4 separate regions of the Zea mays genome follow, and regions 1, 3 and 4 are each linked to region 2. A link is a contact called in public Hi-C data. All regions are on one chromosome and are shown on one strand. Each heading gives the region's core, a stretch centred on a gene start, on an enhancer-like site or on the middle of the called end of the contact. The rest is flanking DNA. Distances are from core to core; before and after follow the strand shown.

Region 1 (3,319 bases), core at 98-2,597, 150 kb before region 2:
CATCCACGTCGCCGTTGTCGTCGTCGTCCCAGCGGCGGCTGTACGAGGCTTCGGCCGCCGCCGCAAATCGCATGCGCGCGGCGAAGCCAACTCTGGGGAGTCTCTGACCTCCTGCTCCTAACCCGTAAGAAACCTACACAGAGGCGCACGCACGGAGTCAGAGGGAACCACGCGCCCGTCAGGTTAAGGAAGCCCAGATTGCCGGCCGCGGCGAGACGGATTCATGAGCTCAGGACTCACGGTTTCCAACCGGAGGCGGCACCAGGTTTGACAGGCAAGAGCGCCCAGCCCCTTGAGGACACGTAGACGCGGCGTGGGCGGGGCAGCAGCCGGCCGCCTGCCGGCGAGGAAGAGCCGCGGAACAAAAAGAGAAGCGGCGATACGAAGCGCCCCGGCGGCGCGGGCAGGCGCTCCCAGGGTCGAAAGCAGCGGAGGCAGGGCGGGCAGGTCACGGCGCACGCTGATCTGCGCCCGCGCCGGGGGTCGTCGGCGGTGCGTCTGGGGCCCTCTGGGGAGCGTAGAGAGGTGGAAGAGGTGAGCGGGAGGCTGGAGAGGTGAGGCCGTGAGGGAGGAAGAGGGAGAGGGAGAGAGGACAAGGAAATGGGAGAGGAAACGGAGGCCGCGCCAACGTGAGCCGATAAAGCGGATGCGCCCGGCCGGGCCTGAGCCCGATTTGATGCGCGCCCCTCACGTCCGCGGCCCCCCGTAGGGCGTAGAGAGAGAGAGAACCGGGAGGGGGAAAAGAAATAAATTCCGGGATTTCGCCCATTTAATAACAGGCTGTTTTCTTTTATTTATTTGTTTCATTTATTTATTCGGTGACCAAAAAAAGGCGGAACACGGAAAGGACGGAACACGGAAAGGATAAGCGAGATTGGCAACGCAGCAAGCAAGGCAAAACTTCCTACCTGGCCCGGCGAGTTACCGCTTCTGCCCCCGGCCCACCACGGGATTCACGAGAACGCCAGCCCCCGACCGACGGCCAGGATGGCAGGTGCCGTAACGGAAGCGAACTCCCAGAGGCAGTCCGCGGCGGGCAGGGCACCGCCTCGCGCCTGCCGTCCCCACGGAAGACGAGGCCGAAGCCGGTGCCGCCGGCGAGCCCCACGATCTGCGCTGCTTGTCGGCCCGGCGAGCGCGGCCATTCGCGACGCCGGAGCAGCCCCGGCGGCTGCTGATCCGCGCCGGGCGATCGTCGTCTGGGAGCGGATCGATCGCAGCGCGGCGGAGCAGAATTGAGCGACGAGGGGGGAGGCGCCGGGATCTGGTGGGTAGCGAGCGAGGCGAGCAGAAGCCATCGCAGATCTGGTCGTGGTAAACGAAGCGAGCAACATCCGTCGCCAAGAGCCGAAGAGGCTGCTCCGATCTGCTTCCGGCAGCAGCGCGGGCCGATATGCGAGGAGGTTATGGTAATGCTTGCGCTGCATGGGTTGGGGGATTTCGGTGGCGCTGGCGTCGGGCGTGTTTTGGGGTGGCCGGAGAGGAGGGATCCGGGCCGCTTGGTGAGGAGACGGACGGCTTGGATCGGCCCTGGGAACAGGTCGAAAAGCAATCATGGCACGATTACTGACGGGTCGGGGCGGGTGAAAGTGTATGGTCCACAGGCTGCGCTGCGCGCTCAGGGAACCCGGCTGACAGCTGTGGTGGACTAATAATATCTACACCAGATTTTTTTTATTATACTCCTTATCTTACTCCATATTTCAAAATCTTATCTCCAAACAATACATCTATAGTAAAAATATGGGAAATTTGGATACATACCATTAAAAGATCACCACTTTGGATCCATACCATTACTATCTCACTTACATGTGGATCCACATGAGTCAATGACATGTGGGTCCATGGTATATATCTAAAGTTTGGATCTTTTAATGGTATAGATCCAATTGTTCCTAAAAATATTGTTAAACATACGTACGACATGCTGAAGTTGGTCTAAGACCATCTCCATGAGTTCTAAAATATAGCTCTAGAAATCGAAATAAGACTGTAGTTAAAATATTTTAGACATCAAAAAAATTACTCCAGCAGATATTTAGAAAATAAATCTTGTTATTAGAAAATAAATAATTGTAGATTAAGAAAAAATAAGGATATGACTTCAATATATAAGGTACTATATTTAAGACTCCAGAGACCGAAACATATAATAGTTTGATGAATTTTAATAAAATAGGATCAATATTGGTGTCGTTTTATGTTTCCGGGGCTTATATTTTAAAATACAACATTGTTTAGGGCCCTCTTCAAAACGCTCTAATGTTCATTTTTAATAAAAAAAAGTTGTGGGTTTTTCTTTAGTTTTTTGTTTATGTGTTGACATTATTTTAATTAACCATACCATGTCAACACTTGTAGAGTTGTTTTAGATATAGTGGTTATGCAGAATTTTTGTATCACCGCCTAAAAATTCGGGCGAAGGGGGAAAGACCGCCCTCGCGGAATTATATTAAGAAGAGACATAAACATAACCTCGGCCGAGAAAATCCCCCGTCACTAGTGGGCTGTCACCACCCACTCTACAACTGCTCAGTCGGAGGATGACGCGCATGACGTAACTCGAGAGCGGGTGGGACACAGCGAGGAGAGTTTTTAACCAAGCCCAAAAATCGTCCCGAGAGGGGTCGAACCCAAGGCCTTGGAGGTGCTACTCGAAAGCATTAACCATTACACTAGATGCTCTTTTCGTTGTCTGTGTCCCCTCATCATCAAGGGGCTACGGACTGCTTCTTAGCAAAAGCTTCGATCATGTCGAGCAGGTTATCTATATGGTCATCTAAAATATTGTTTTGCATTGTTCACATAGTAGAGTTTGAAATAGGATATAAGATGGGATAGATGATGGGTAAGCTGCTAGAGATAATCTTAGTTGATACATCTTAGGTAGAACATATTAAATATGTGATGGTCGACATCACAAGGCAAACTAAACTCAGTGCACTCAAGACCTATATAGAATGTGTAGCGGTCGTATGGCTGTAAAGTCATACGTGCAAACATGGAGTGTACCATAAACCGCGGTGAACATACCAAATGCATTTTTCCTATTTTTCAATTTACCATTCAAATACTCGTGCTTATACTCATACATCACGATGTTAGTCTAAGACAATGTGTTGAGCATTTAATCACCAAAACAAACTAGAAATGTCCCAATGGCACATTTCCCTTTCACCGCCTGTGGGTGTCTCCAGAAGACAACGGCCACCTGAGCGTGTCTCGGGTGCTTGAGGGCTTACCTCAAGACGATGGGCGCCTGAAGGTGTCTCGGGTAACCGAAGGCATGGATCAAGGGGAGCACGAGAACAAGAAG
Region 2 (3,307 bases), core at 200-2,699:
CTTCGTGAATTCGTGATATATATGTCAAAAGCCATACTCCCATCCGAGATGGAGCATCGATCGTTTTGGGTCCTCAACTTCACAGAAGCGCAGTCACAATACGGCTGTGTTGATGATCTCAACGAGCTCAAAGAATCTAGGGACTTAATAATGATGCAGTCCACCAGCTAGTTCAATGAACACTAGAAAATAATGATGCGGTCAACCTGTTCTTGGTGTCCAATATTTTGCCTTCAACTTTGTGAGATAGATACATAGCTGGAAAAGAATTCGATGAAACTAAATATGTAAGTTCAATTATTCTCATCCCACATGGACTGAAGGATATTGGAAAAATTTAAGAGTAATTTTGACTTGCTATGGATTTAAATCACCCAATCCTGTCTAAACCACATAGATTGCACTAAAACGAACACGCTCTAAATCGTCTCAATAACATCAGAACTAAATCGTCTCAATAACATCAGAAAAATGGTTGGTAGAGAGAAAAAAAAGGATCCATGATATGTATTTCGTAATTCCTGGCTCAAGTATATCATTGATTAGGAATAGAGGGATATGTGTTTGTACGACTCCTTTACAACATCACACACACAAAAGCAAAGATTGGTAGCCGTTAATAAATTATTTTCCTTTATTCTCCTGTGTTTCCCACACTACAAATTTAGGATGAAAATGATATAAAGTGTTATAATAACCGAACAAACCACCCCTGAACTGCTAAGGCCCCGTTTGTTTCCCTTCATTTTGAGGAATAGGAATCTAACTAATCAGTAGTCTATTTTTTAGAATGTGATATTCACAACTTTCCAAAGATTATATATAAGCCCATCTTAAATTCATGAGGTGAGATATAGAAATTGATTTTATAGATTTATATACTATTTTTCTAATGTACAACTTATAGCACACTTTTCTATTTGCTTCTCTATAGAATAAGTGTTGTATATAACTATCTCTCATATGATTTATGATAATATACAAATATACTACATATATAAATATATTAATTTAATTAGTTTGTGTCTACATTTTGTCATGCATTTTTTTAGACCACACAAGGAGGTTTTTGCCCTAGAATTTTTCTAAACCAAGTTCAGATATGGGCTGAAAATTCATGAGTGCGCTGGAAAATTCATGGTCGACGACGCCTTTTGGGACGGAGGAGGATGACGGTGAATTCGTTTTTTTCTTTTATTTTTCTTTTAGAAGATGAGAAAAAGGGCTGACTATATATTTTTTCTTGCTGACCAAGGCGGGCCAGGCCAAGGCGGGGAGCCGGGGACCATTCACTGGGGCGCGCTGCACGCCTGCACCTACTGGGCACTGGCTACTGCTGCACCTGCACTGCACAGCACATGCCTGTCGTTGGCCTGTGGGCCCCCGTCCGTGCACAAACAGTCAATGCGCTTCCCGTTACTTTTCACTTTCCCCTAGTTGCAGTACCCTAGTAGACGCCTACCCGTGCGTGTCCCGCCTGTCCGGTGTCGCGTGCCGAGGCTGTGAGGCCGTCGCGTCTCGCGTCACTGGCTCCCCGCTCCTCGCAGCACCAAAAACGCGGCAGGCCGAGAAATGTTCCCGACCGCGAGGACCATGACACCGAGCAGGAGACGGAGGAAGGGGAGCGGGAGGCGGTGGCGGTTACCCGCGCCTGCACCTGGCTTCAAGCCTCCGATCCGCCCAAGGTCAGTTGCGGTGCGGCATCCTGCCTTCCATTTCGGCCATTACTCTCAGCTTCGCTCGAGCTCCTATCCTCGCCCTGCAATCGCGGCGGATCCGGCGTTCCCCACTCCGTGTGGGTCTAGGTCCGGTGCGCGCGCCGCTGCCTAGATGCTAGCTTTTGCACGGCGGGTCGCTGGGCTCCGACTTCTCGTCTCCTGCTGTTTCCGACGCCATTGTGACCCCCCTGGATTGGATGGAGGCTGCAAATCCCCCGCCTCCGACGATCCGACCGGTGGCACCCTGTTATTACCTGATTCATCAGTCATTCGATTCGGATGCTGCATGCATGATGCTGGTGTTTCGATTGGAGTATAAGCCTGTGCATTTGATAATTGATTTTGTTATTGGTCTATCAGCCAAGGTTGCACGTCTGTTTTTTTGGTCGAATCCCACGACTACTTTTTTACTGCTAGTGGAGATTCTTTTTTACTTCACATGAGGCGTAGGGTAGACGAGTCCAAATGAGTTGTTGAGCAGGTACTACTTGGGTCTTGGGAATTCCATATGCTAGGGGTAGGACGAGTCAACATCGGGAGTTGCTTTCAGCTACTGTTCCTAGCTCGGTTTTTTCTGGGGACGGAAAATAATGCTAAATAAAAAAATAATCTGAAAAACGACACATCTCCCCCTAGATATTTTGAACTGTTAATCTGGCACTTTGTTCTCGCAGGCATCATAAATGATGAATATGGGGGCACATTGTATGATGGATTCCTTGGAGTGCTAAATGCTACTCCGGGGTTGTCCCAAATCATTTATAGCTTGGCAGGAGTAGCAACAGGCATCTATTCTTCACTGTCAGGGTAAATTACCTTCGGCAGTCTCCACTTTATATACCACATGCTTCTTCAAGCACAGTGAGCATTTCCTAATTCCTATTATACCGCTTAACAATAATCTCGAAGGAGAAGTGCAATTTCTTTGTCTTCCTTCGTACCAGACAACCCTTCATATAGTTATATGTAATTGAATGTCGTCAAGTTTTGTATAAGCTGGAAGTTTATTTTTCTGTTTTCTCATAGTTTGGGAAGAAAGAGATGCCTGCTTGTCAATGGTAGTGAATCATGCCCGATTTAGGTCAATTTATGGTTGGATTTATCTCACCTACAAATATGCTTTCTATCCTTACACTATTAGTTAGCTTTGTTACTCTTGTGGCCCGAACCTGTCAGTTTAAGTATTTCAATATTTTTGCCTAAGCCTATAGTGTGATGATGAGAAGTACTACAACAATAAGCTGGAGCTTGAATGGTCCAGTGTGAAAGTAAGTTTTCAACTGAAATCCTTGAAATACATTAGACTTGTGATCTTTTTACAAGCTTAATGTAAAACGCATTAAGAAAACTGTATATGCTTAGCAGAAAGTGATTGATTGGTGTAGAAGTTCTTTTCAGTTGACGTTAAAGCTTAATGGAGATCACCGCTCAGGATGCTAAATGAAGTAGAAAATAGTGCCCAGAAATAAGTAGTAGGAAAAAAAACTATTCTGTTTTAGGATAAACTTCTGAGTGGTAGCAATATATTTTATTTTCGGAGTTTGGATTTATTCCAACACAGTGAGTAGTCTGGGTTAACTGTGGCTTCA
Region 3 (3,439 bases), core at 386-2,885, 150 kb after region 2:
TTACGGGCCAGGTGGATTATTATTGGCGGCCACATACGTAATTATCAGTTAACAACTGAGGGACGGCCGGTGTGCGTGTCGTACGTGGTGAAATGAACGATGGCTTTTGTGAGGCTGCCACGTTTACACAACTAGCTAGCTAACCCATCACTTGGCAACGACGGTTAGTCACGGGCAACCACGAGGGAGGGATGCATGTGACTTAATAAGCCCTGAACCAAACACGCGTCAACGACTGTGTCTGTTTGTAATACGCATACCTGGATCTGGTCGCCGACGTTGACGATGAAGGCGTCGGGCACGGGGTCGACGGTGACCCAGGCGCCGCGGCGGCGCACCTGGAGGCCGCGGACGCGGTCGTCGGCGAGGAGCACGGTCATGCCGCCCGGGTCGGAGTGGGACGACAGCCCCAGCGCGAGCTCCGGCTGCGGGCACCGCGGGTAGTAGTTCACGCGCACGCACACCCCGGCGCCCTCCGCGCCGCCGAACGCCTCCCGCAGCCGCGCCTCCCCGACGCCCAGCCCCGCCGACATGGCCGCCAGCAGCCGCCCGCACAGCGCCGCCACCTCGCGGCTGTACTCCTCCGTCGTCTTCCTGCCGTAAGCTCGTAAGTACATCAACTCCTCCGATGATCCGATCCTCCTCAGATGGAGTATAATAATAAAAAATAAATAAACAAGTAGTAGTTAATGTACCTGAGGCCGGGGGGCAGGTGGGGCCACTTGCGCGGGTCGCAGAGGTGGGGCGGGCGGACGTGGAGGAAGTAGTAGTCGCCCCAGTCGAGGAGGGCGCCAGCCTCCACGCCCAGCCGGCTGCCGTACCCCTCGTACGTGGCCGGCGAGTTGGCGTACCGCTGCTTCACCTCCATGGGCTGCCGGAAGAAGCCGCGCCACGCGCCGCGCGCGCGCCGCAGCAGCTCACCGGGCACGCCGTGGTTCACGGCCTGGAAGAAGCCCCAGTCGCGGCACGCCTCCGACACCGCGCGCGCCGTCGCCGGCGACGACAGGTCCACCACGGGGATCCCGCCGCCGCCCTCCTCCTCGCCCGCCGCCGACGCCGGCCGCTCAGCCTCCGGCTTCACGTACCGCGCCGGGATCGTCGCCGCGCCGCTCTCCGACAGCGACTGCACCCTCACCACCGGCTCCGGCCACCCAGCCGCCGCGCCTTCCATCCTCGATCGATCGATCGATCACTGCAGCCTTCGATATATCTTCCTTGTTGGGATGCTCTTGGACACTGCGCGTTGCACTTGCTAATTCTGCTGAGCACAGCCTAAAGCTTCAATTCGCCGATATTTGTCAACGACGGCGAACCAAGCGTGAACAACGAACGCTGGCCTGACGACGGAATTACTACTAATAATAATATTATGCATGCATGTATATCAACAGCAAGCTAAGGGATCAGATCAACAAAAGATAGATATGATGCCAGCATCTCATCTCATCATCTGGAGCTGGAGCAGAGATAGATAGATATATATAAAGAGACCAGAGAAGAGGATATCTGAGAATCGGAGATGAGAACAAAATTAAAGAAGATGCATGGAGATAGCTACTAGCTAGAGAGGAGGACAGGATCACAGCCACAGCTAGCACACAGGTTCTTTTGCTGTGCTGTGTGTGTGTGTGTGTCGATCATGTCATGCGTGCTATATATATTTTGGCCGGCAGTATAGCTTTAGTCAAGCCGATAGCGCTTCGTGTCTAGCTCGATTAGGCAGCCGCTAGCTAGCTAGCTAGCTAATCGGACAGAGTATACTTGGTTTATCTTTTAGACCAATAAGAGATCGATCTGCTGTACGTTGCTGAATGCTGCTGATGCGGCGGGCGAAAGCAACGCACGCAAATAGCAAAACGTGACTGAATTTCTGTTGCGCATGTGACGGCACCGCACGGAGCAGCGGGGTCCACACAGTGACGTGTAGCCTGGAGCGTATGCATAATACAAACCATGTACTCTAGCAGGCATGTGGCCCACCGTAGCGTGCAAATGTACTTGCTCCGTTCAGTATATATCTTCACTAGTGCGTTTTAGACGGCATATATATATAAATATTAAATAAGGCACAACAAATTAATACATGAAACCGAACAAATATATCAGCGACAACTCGCGAGTCTATGATCCTGTTTGACACAGCTTATTTTCAGCTTCTTCACAAATTTAAGTCAAAATTCTGCCAAACAGACAGCTTCTCCAGCAGCTTATCAGTTTAGCTGTTCTCAGAATGAATTAAAAGCAGCCAACAAGTATAAGCTGCTTTTCACCAACTTATCAAATAAGCTGTTTTTTCAATAAGCAGCAGTTGTACCAAATATGGTCTATGAGGGAGGTGAAGGCGGTGCCGAGGGTGGGACGCATCGGCGACAACTGGCGAGTCGGCGGGGGTCATCAGGATGGGAGAGGTAAATACAGTTTCGCGGATAGGGCATGGCAGTGGTTGGCGAGACGGAGGTCATCTTTAAAAAAAAATATAGCTAAAAGCAGAGCGGTGTAAAACCTTTCAAATCAAGAGAGGATTCGGACTTTCGGAGCATCTCAACCGGACGAAAAAAACGGTGGAAGTGCAAGTGCTGCTCCTCCTAGGTACACATCGTGCACGTGCACCCGAAGTCGTCTCTCATTTAATTTACCTTTCTGCCCCTAGCTAGACAGTCTAGTACTAGTGTCTGTAGCACGAGCAATAGCACCCCAATTTTTAAAAGTTTGTCCTCGGCCTGTTGACCTGTGAGCATCTCCGAATCAAGCCCATGCATGCGGCCCATAAAAAGTTTGGAAAAATTATGTTTATGTCATCAGATTTTATACTTATTCCTCGTATGCCAAGTATCATATAGATAACTTTTTGTGTTTGTATAATATGTGGGACTAATGACACACGAAGAATAGGTATATTTTCCGGTGACATATAAGGAATTGCCCATAAACGATTCTGCTACCGCGCGCATCCAGTCAGACTCATTTGCAGGTGCGCTATTTTCCACGAGGTGGGTATCTTATACGGCTACGGACACTTTAGAGCATCTCCACTATTTTTTGTAAAATATTCCCTAAAAACAAATATGGAGAATTGCTAAATGATAAGAGAGACTTAATTTTTTTGTGTTTTCCAATAGTTCTCTATTTTTAGTTAACAAATATTTCAAATTATGTCACCTCAGATTCTTTTAATGGGCCTATTTTGTCTTGATCCTATACGCTATGATGATACCTATTTTGTGTTTTTCAATAATTATCTATTTTTAGTTTAACAAATATTTTAAATATTTCAAATTATGTCACCTCATTTTTTAATGGGCCTATTATGTCACCTCAGCTTCTTTTAATGAGCCTATTTTCCACTATGGTTGACGAGGTGTTGTCGTGATGCATGTGCTCTAGTAGCAACATGGTTGAGTAGATGCTGCCTTGATGTGCTTCACAAAAGGCTGACCAA
Region 4 (3,233 bases), core at 587-3,086, 240 kb before region 2:
TTTTCAATCCAATGTAAAATTGTATTCAATACATCAAAATTTCAAAACTGCTGGAAAAGATGACCAAGAGGTAGTTGGGACGTAGATCAAAAGACTAGCAAGCATTAGTTGCTTGAATACTGACAGTACAAATTATGTATCATAGAACAAGTGTACCAAAACTATATATTGCAGACAACAGCCATCTCAGATGTCAAGCACACAGATACCATCGCATCACTTATTCTAAATTACATCAAAAGTAAACAAACTCCAAACATGGTCTAATGAGAGTCTGTATTAAAAAAACAGTTCCGGCATTTGATATTACTGTTGAAAGAAGTGGTACTGGTCTTCCATTCCATCACAAAGAATTGTGACAATTTAAACTATGTAGGAACAAAGGAGGAGAAAATAGAGCAGCAGAAACAGGTTAGACGCCTTGCCATTTTCCAGAGCAGGCCCTTATGCCATTACAGCTTTAACGTCTTCCTCAATCTGTTTTAGCTCTATCAACCTTGCTGCCCATGCCCGCTCTCTTGCCACAGCAGCCATCTTCCTTTCTGTTCGTTCTGCCTCCTTTCTCTTAACAGCAGCAGAATACTGAGCTCTGCGCTTCTTCTTCTCAGCCTGTACAAGTAACACATGCATTTTAAGTGTTTCATTAGAAACTATAAGGGCGATACATCAGCTCTAACTAGAAACGTAGAGCTCAGATCCAGGTAACACTACTCAGCCATATCGACTGAGTTGCTTTGGTCGATATTTCAGTTTACTCATGTATCTCTATGCCAGGCTTGGGTTATGCCATTCACTTGCTTGGGTCCAGGAAAATGAAGAGATTGTAAAATAGTGAATCAAAAGAAGGTTGATTTTAAACTCTGCTGAGCACCGCTGGAATTGACTGGGTGGCATAAAAAGTTATTGTGCAGATCCGTTTCATGGTGACACTTGGGACTGCTAGGCGACATCTACCTATCAACTCTCAAGATTTTATTGGTGAAAAAAATTCCCCTTCCAGCATAAAGGAAAATCAAGCTAGGCTTACATAGCATAAAACAGAATACCGTAGCAGTAAATCAACAGTAAATCGACAGTAACGGCTATAGAGAATGCAAAGGGCATTCACCATGATAAAGTCCTTGCGCTGCTTGATCCGCTTCTTCTCCTTCCTCCCTCGTACGCTCCCTTGGTTCGGCTGACTAACTGGTATGGGCTCGTCAGGCTTGCACTTCACCCAGTAGTACGGACCTGCGGACGAGCAGCAGCATGGACATTAGTGACAGAACTGAACAAGCGGACGAACGGCGTTGAACCTATCAGGGACCCCAGCAGAAACTCTGTAAATAAACTACAAGAACACAGCCACGCTCCAATCGAGCAGCGAAAATAAGAGGAATGATATAGAACAGATGCAAAACTAGCCAGATCGAAGCGTCAGGACAGCTAGAAACGAAAGGCCGGAGAATTCCTCCACACCTTTGGGGCGCAAGCTAGCCCTCTTCCGGCGGTTGGCGAAGCCCGGCCGGCGCTTCGGGAACCGGGTGTCCATGAGCCCGCCGAACAGGGTGGCCCCCATGGGCGGCGCCTGCGACGCGGTGGCGGCGGCGGCGGAGAAGGAGCGGAGCCCGATCGGGTCCAGGAACCGACGAGGAGCGGGCGGAGGAGGTAGTGGGTGCGGGGCGCGACGGGGGAGAACCGCCGCCGGCGAGGAGAGCGCCGGAAGGGCTCGCCGGAGCGCTCGGAGTAGCGCCATTGGAGACGGTTCTAGAAGGTCGCTGCCCTGATGGGCTAGGGTTTTTAGCAGGGAATGGTGTGCGACGCTGCTCAGGGGCGACCGGGCGAGTGTGCTGCTGCGTTCAAATTGTGTATTTTTGGTTCTACGCAAACGGTGTACCAAAGGCGTACTCCTTCTAGTCCCCACTCGCAGAGAATATACTCCACCACTCACTCTTCAGACTTCATGTACTCAACGAGTATATAATTTAATTGGATTTACTAAAAGAATATACATAATATAGAGTTAATATATGATATTCGTTTGGTATTATGAATATTAATACTTTTTTATACACACTACTTAAAATAAATATTACTTCCTCCATTTCAATTATAATTCGTTTGACTTTTTTACCCTAGTTTTGACCAGCTTGCTTTATTAAAAAATCATATTTATTGCTAATTTTTACTGTAACATTGTTTAGCATATAATATACTTTAAGTACGATTTTTTTATTTTTTAAAAAATGAATAAGACGAGTCGATCAAACTTGACACAAAAAATCAAATAAATTATAATTTGGGACACAGGCAGCATTACTTTTTATAGTGTTACACGTGAAAGCCTTCGAGTCTCTTTTCTAAGAATTTGACTGTGGAAAGAATATGGGCATCGTGAGTATTACATGTGCAGGAAGATGAAGATGTAGTATTTAGACTTAAAAAAAGTGACGGATTCCTACTATAAGTCGCCTAGAGGGGGTGAATAGGCGAAACCTGTGAATTATAACTCTAAACCCAGACTTGATCCCTTGATTAGTGGTTAGAACAATATGCACAATTTATCGGAGTATAAAACTAAGTCCTTTGCTTGCAAAGAGTATTGCTTTAAAAGAATGCGGAATTAACAAAAGCAATACTACTAAGAATGTTTATAGAGAATAATGCAAGAGGGCTTAGATGAGAAGATAAATAACACAAGTTCTTTCTTGCAAGGCGTTACTTCTCTGAATGAGAATTTAACTCAAAGCAACACAAAGTAATATTAATAAAGGATAGTGCAACAGAACTTAGAGAAGGAGAAAACGAACAAATCACAAGCAATAAACACAAGTGACACGGGTGATTTGTTTTACCGAGGTTCGGTTCACCAAGAACCTAATTCCCGTTGAGGAGTCCACTAAGGACGAGTCTTTTTTAACCCTTTCCCTCTCTCCACCGATCACCAAGACCGGCGAGTGCTTCTTCTTAATCTCAAGGATCACTAATACCCCGCAAGGACCACCACACACTTAGGTGTCTCTTGCTAGCGTTACAAGTCTCCAAAAAGTTTGGTGGAAGATGAATGGGAGTCAAAACTCCACGCTCAAATAATCACAAGATGTAGCACACACTTTCTCTCAATGACTTTCATAAGGCACTATCGCTAAACACACACGAGTAGCTCTCTTTCGCTTGATCTCTCTTTTGTGGCACTTGTGAGGCTTTGATGTGGGCTAAATCTTGTGTATGAGATAGATCAATGAATGGAGGTG

Evidence for each region. Hi-C and Micro-C count contacts between places; a contact is called where the count stands out from the background.
Region 1: a contact with region 2 is called in a Hi-C map of leaf, with 10 times the contacts expected there. The contact joins the promoter of LOC100384382 here to the promoter of LOC100276845 in region 2. A contact is called at or near these places in 18 of 25 Hi-C or Micro-C datasets (bundle sheath, ear, endosperm and 5 more) and 1 of 3 datasets of contacts at active chromatin or transcription factors (leaf).
Region 3: a contact with region 2 is called in a Hi-C map of leaf, with 6 times the contacts expected there. The contact joins the promoter of LOC103629177 here to the promoter of LOC100276845 in region 2. A contact is called at or near these places in 13 of 25 Hi-C or Micro-C datasets (bundle sheath, ear, endosperm and 4 more).
Region 4: a Hi-C map of ear shows a contact between it and region 2, with 4 times the contacts expected there. The contact joins the promoter of LOC100276972 here to the promoter of LOC100276845 in region 2. A contact is called at or near these places in 3 of 25 Hi-C or Micro-C datasets (ear, leaf and tassel).

What each region holds. Positions count from the first base shown.
Region 1 is chr6:34,615,393-34,618,711 of Zm-B73-REFERENCE-NAM-5.0, reverse strand. It overlaps LOC100384382, which reads right to left and starts at 1,347. Exons shown (of 5, transcript NM_001362355.1): 1 at 909-1,347; 2 at 1-133. The coding sequence starts at 3.
Region 2 is chr6:34,469,978-34,473,284 of Zm-B73-REFERENCE-NAM-5.0, reverse strand. LOC100276845 reads left to right here and starts at 1,449. Exons shown (of 5, transcript XM_020539818.3): 1 at 1,449-1,685. The coding sequence starts at 1,573.
Region 3 is chr6:34,318,087-34,321,525 of Zm-B73-REFERENCE-NAM-5.0, reverse strand. It overlaps LOC103629177 (probable 2-oxoglutarate-dependent dioxygenase ANS), which reads right to left and starts at 1,635. Exons shown (of 3, transcript XM_020539849.3): 1 at 696-1,635; 2 at 261-594. The coding sequence starts at 1,171.
Region 4 is chr6:34,713,090-34,716,322 of Zm-B73-REFERENCE-NAM-5.0, reverse strand. It overlaps LOC100276972, which reads right to left and starts at 1,836. Exons shown (of 3, transcript NM_001150655.2): 1 at 1,459-1,836; 2 at 1,109-1,230; 3 at 85-609. The coding sequence starts at 1,735. The coding sequence ends at 445.